Regions from separate parts of the Mus musculus genome. Here region 1 is linked to region 2. Evidence: chromatin contacts called from public promoter capture Hi-C data. All regions are on one chromosome and are shown on one strand. The core of a region is the stretch at or near the end of the contact, and the rest is flanking DNA. Distances in the headings are between cores, read along the strand shown.

The links. Promoter capture Hi-C pulls out the DNA fragments that hold promoters and counts their contacts.
Region 1: a promoter capture Hi-C map of liver shows a contact between it and region 2, with 2.4 times the contacts expected there. The contact joins the promoter of Zswim7 here to the promoter of Aldh3a2 in region 2.

The regions. Positions count from the first base shown.
Region 1 is chr11:62,280,031-62,282,730 of GRCm38.p6, forward strand. It overlaps Zswim7 (zinc finger SWIM-type containing 7), which reads right to left and starts at 1,365. Exons shown (of 5, transcript NM_027198.1): 1 at 1,227-1,365. The coding sequence starts at 1,302. Ttc19 (tetratricopeptide repeat domain 19) reads left to right here and starts at 1,443. Exons shown (of 10, transcript NM_028360.2): 1 at 1,443-1,663; 2 at 1,755-1,858. The coding sequence starts at 1,483.
Region 2 is chr11:61,265,853-61,268,552 of GRCm38.p6, forward strand. It overlaps Aldh3a2 (aldehyde dehydrogenase family 3, subfamily A2), which reads right to left and starts at 1,334. Exons shown (of 10, transcript NM_007437.5): 1 at 1,002-1,334. The coding sequence starts at 1,154.

The DNA.
Region 1 (2,700 bases), core at 115-2,614, 1.0 Mb after region 2:
GACTTATATTCTGCACGGTTACCAAGGAAGATTGGGGATTAGAAAGGAATACCCAGACCCAATACTGAAAACTGCTCTACTGAAAAATAAACAGGAATTGAGAGTCTGCTCCTGTGTAAGGGGGCCCCTTCAGTTACTGGCATATGGATTAACCAACAGCCCTGTTCTGTAAAACTCATCTCGTTCCAGCATCTCAGAACATCTGTGGTCAAATCCTGGAAGCAAGACCTCACAACAGACTAACACCCCACAACTTCTTTGAAGTCAAAGCATGTTTGAATACCTGGTTGGCTGAATCTTTTACGTAAAAGACCAAAATGAGACTATTCGTTTACTTTTCTAGTCCCATTGAAGCAGTAACTCAAACCAGTTCACAGAGCACAATCAATGAACAATAGGAGTTTTGTGCTCTAATTTGGCTATCATTTAGAGAGGCTATTTTTGGGGAGAGTGCTTTAATTAGTCTACACTTCAAAAGCACCCCCCACCCCACCTCCAGTTTTTTGAGATAAAGTCTCCAGCAGCCCAGTCTGGCCTAGCATTATGTAGCTGAGGTTGACCTTAAACTTTCCCTTTTTCTTTCTTTCTTTTTTTTTTTTTTTTTTTTTTTTTTGTCTCCACTTCCCAAGTGCGGAGACTACAGCCATGTGCCCAGTCTTGTGCGGTGGTGGGGAATCCACGGCAGCTCTCTACATGCCAGGCAAGCCTCTTTACCAGCCGAGCTGCATAGTAGATCCTCATTACTAGTTTTCCCCTTTTGGTAGATCCTCCTACTCTGGTGAGTAAGCAAAGATCATCCTTGGTCGGTCATTTTGTTGGAGACAGGCATAGGGCGACCTCTACAGGCCAGAGGGAAGAAGTAATTTTCAACTTCCCGATTTTTTTTTAAAGGTTTTGCCTCCCTGAATGTTTTTTAGTAAAATCTATTTACTAAACAAAGTAGTAAACAAGGGTATTATTTTTAAACTTTGCATCACGGATTGTGGATAAAGATTCTGAGTAACTCGAAATTGTCTACGCATCTGCCATTCCGCATCCCAGCCCTCGCCCACTCCTTGGATGTACCCAGTGGCTCTCTTTAAGTACCGGGGTTCCCGCACACCGGCTCGCACTCAGGGATCTGACGTCTAGTCACTCAAATCCCTCTATTTAGTTAAGCGATTTAAGGGGCCCAGGCTTCAGGGACATAACCATGCGGGGTAAGAATAAAAGCCCGCAGGCCGTACTTCTCGCGCTGTCTCGCACAGCGGCGGCCATCTCGCTCAGGAGCTCTTCCACCACCTCCGGGAGCGCGACCGCCATGGCACGCCGCCCGTCTTCTCTCCTCCCGGGCGCTGCGAACTTCACGCGCCCTGCAGGCCGGGGGCGGGGCGGGGCGGGACGAGACGGCGTGACGTCAGCATGCGTCATCGCGCATGCGGACTGGCGGGGCGTCCCGGGCCAGCCGTGGCTTAGTGGATCTCTGAGGGAGGACCCGTCGGCATGTTCCGGTTGCTTCGCTGGCGTCTGGGTCGAACCCTGCTGCGGGCCGCGGGCCGGCGGTGTGGGGGTTGTACGGCGCGCCTGCTGCCGGAGCGGACGGGCGACGCGGGGACGGGCGCGGAGCGGCTGCGGACCCGAGGCGCGCCGGCGCGGGGGCACGGGGTGCTGCCGCTGTTGGCAGGTGAGCGGTGCGCTCCGGGCGGGGCCGGCCCGGCGGGGGCGGGGACGCGGGCACGGGCCGGTCCCGGTGACCTCTGAGCCGCTTCTCGCAGCTCTCGCCTGGTTCTCGCGACCCGCGGCGACGGCCGAGCAGCCGGGAGAGGACGCGTCAGACGAGGCGGAGGCCGAGATCATCCAGCTGCTGAAGCAAGCCAAGGTGAGGGGCTCGACCGGGCGCGCGCGCTCTCTGCTCCGGTTTCCCGAGGCCTGGATGGATTGGCCCTGGGTGGAAGGTTGGGATCCATCCAGACTGGTCCAGAGCGAATCCTGCAGCAGAATCGCTGCAGTTGTGAGTGCAGGTGGAGACCCTCACATTTCCTTTATTTATTTATTTATTTTGTCCAAACGTATTGATTGAGGATGTTTTGCGAGGGTGGCTTTAATCAGCTAACCTCCAAGCCGAATGACATTTTGTTCATAGACTATGAATGACGCCCCGAAAATGCAATTTAGTATCGTTTATGCCTATTGGTTTGCGTCTAAATCTGTTTCTCCACATCCTTTTTTTCCCCCCTCCAGGTTTATTTCATCTCTTCCTACGGGTTCAATATCGACTTAATGCCAACAACGTCCAGATTTGTGTTCAGACTGCAGTGTGTCATTGACATGCTGTCTCTATTGCAAGGCCACAGCTATCTCTCAGATTTAGCATGCCCGGGACTAAGCACTTTTTCTTAAATTCCTTCCCCCCAAATATGGCTTTAACAGTGTTCTCTCTATCACCTAAAAAATTAAGCCTAAAAAATCATAGTGGTTCCTCAGGCGGACCCCTGTGTTTGAAACCAGCTTGCTCTACAAAGCAAGTCCAGGACAGCCAGGATTCTGTTACACAGAGAAACCCTGTCTCAAAAAAGAGGAGAAAAAAAAAAAAAAAAACAGAAAATAATCATAATTGTTCTTAAAGTGTGTTGTTGATAATTCCCAGTTACAGCAGTAAACACAGTTGCCATCAAATCCAGAACACTTCTCAAATCGCCTGCCCTCTTTTTCCATTCCCTC
Region 2 (2,700 bases), core at 84-2,583:
AACGCACTGGTTTATAACCAGAGTCACACCTGCATATGTTCTACTTTGGAGCCAGATTTTAAATTCTGGACTTAATATATTTTCTTCAGGAACGCTATGTATGAACAAACATACACAAACTATCTGATGTTTGAGGAGTGGATGATTCACAGAGTTTTAATATTCACTATCCTATCTTGTTTACTAATTACCACAGCCCCTCTTTACCAGAAGTACTCTGAAGGAAGGTTTCTAGATTCTACTACAACTACTGTTACCACTTTTTGAAGCAGTCTTTGATTGAAAATCTGAAAATAGAGGTCTTACCATGCCTGGAATACAGATAGAAAGTAAAAGGGAGAAATAATATTACTAGAGAGTACAACAGACCATAGTTGTACCTTGAACACTACTTAAAACCTTGGTACTCAAAGCTTGCTTCTAAACAGGCCATATGTTATCACCTGGGCCCTCATTAGAAATCTCAGACACAGTCTCACGAGGACTAAGTCAGGATTTGTATTTTATCAGGTCCCCAGGGTGATTGTCTGTATACTGGAGGTCAATCATGTATATGATTAATGTCACACAAAGTCATATGGGGAATTTCAGTGCTGAAGATTATAGGAAATAAAAAGAACTGTCAACAAAAAGAAACCATTCTTTTAACGTCATGAAATAAAGACAGGGAGTGAAATAGCTGAAACCTACCAAGCAGACAAACTACTGAGATCCAGCCTATCCAGAGTTAACTGCACATTGTAAGGAAAGAGACTATGAACGCAGCAGAAATGGGCAAGGCTATACAGAGCGTTCGCAGACGAGAAATTGCCGGCGCCAAGTAAAGTATGCACTTCAATATGAGTGCAAATACAACAGTTTGGGCTCTAAGCGGGGCTGGAGAGTCCAGAGTCCAGGGTACTCTGCTTCCTCTTAACTGCTGGATAAACAAAACCAAACAACCTGCTACAGAGAAGGAATAAGGTGGCTCATCGGGCCCCTCCCACCCTGTGGAGGCTCACTTTGCTCAGGTCTGCCGCGATGGCTGCTAAGATTTCCTTCTCGCGCTCTTGCACCATCCTCCGCAGGGCCTCAAGCTGCTGCAATCGGAAGCGCAGCGGCCGAGATCGGCCGGACCGGAACGCCTGGCGAAGCCGTAGGACCTGGCGCTCCATGGCCGGGCCTGAGGAGAACGCGGAGCGAGGCAGGTGAGGGAGCACAGTACCAGTAAGGAGCTGCTATGGATGATGCCACAGCTCACTGCCACTTTCCGCTGCTGGGTCCTATCCGCCTACTGGCCTAGACCCGGCCCGGGTGTGGGCCAAACCCCAGCACTTCCCTGCTAACGACAAAGTGCGCACTCATTGGCTGAGCTGCTGCACGTGACTATGAGGCCCCGCCCCTTACCTCTAATCTAGCCGCGGGATTGCGGTCCCCGGGCGCCGGGTGTGTAGGTGCAATTTTTGGCACGCGAAGACGCGGAAGAAGTCCTTCTGGCTTCAGAAAAGAGCCAAGCGTCCTCTAGGAGGAGGAACTGAGGCCCGAGGGTGCTCACCCGGCCGGAAGTAGTCTCCCTTCGCCTGCAGTGCCTCAGATTCAGAGGCAAAGTCGCTGGGCCTGGGTAGGGCGGGCCTGGGTGGGGCGGGCCGGGTGACGCACGCGAAGGAGGTGAATCCAGTGTATACACACACACACACACACACACACACAAGCATTGTCATCGCCCACACTGATTTTCAATCCTCTCTACTGCGTACCATCCAAGGTTTTTTCCCAAATTTCCTCTCCAGGCTAATTAGCAATGGTTGACTTTCGTACCCATCTGGGGCTGCTCAGCGACGGCGGTCACTTTGTGTTGTCCTTCCCATCTTCTGGAAACATTTCCGCTTCCCTTCCTTGGCGTTCCCTAGGTTTTCCATCTCTGGATTTCTCCCTTTTCTGACCCATTAAAGTATTCAAATGTCTGGGACTAAGTTCTCTCCGCGCAGTCACTCATCTAATTCTACCAGTAGAGAGCAGAGAAGGCTCTCACCCAATCTTTCCTTGGACTCCCAAGGACACATTTAAATGCTAATCTCTATTTACACTTATAATGGACTTCTTATAGTTAATTTCATTAGAACTTTTTATTATTCTTCAGCAAACAACTCATACTTCCTACAGTGTTCCCTGTCTCTTTGACTTGATCTTCAAAATATATGTTGAGCCCAATAATGAGTGGTTCAAACCATACTACATATCTACTATATATAGCAATAGCACTCTAATAGGCTGCTTGCTTGATTGGTTGGCGACTATGAATCTGTTACTTCTTAGCTCTGTACTTACCGTTTTACACTCTGTAGTTCAGGAGCCCAGAGTAGGTTCTCCTCCCTCCTTGGCCTCCCAGGAAGTTCTGCCAGAGGAAGAAAGTAAGGAAGGAAGGAAGGACAGACTACCAGGACACTAAAGATTTCTGTTTCCCCATGGACTCAGTAGTGTGGCAGGTGCTGGCATTTCTATCGTGGAAGGAGAGTCAGTATATTCCTGCCTCTAGGAATTTCTTGGACAAGGTGGCTCCTAGTCCTAGAGGATGACAGTCACAGTGTCTCCAAATGGCACAGAAGTGGGCAGTACTGCAATGAGTTTCAGCTGAGATTCATTGGAGCAGTTTCTGATCTTTGAGACCATCCGCCCCACTCCACCCCCATGCTTCCTTCATTATTCCTGAAATCCTTCCTG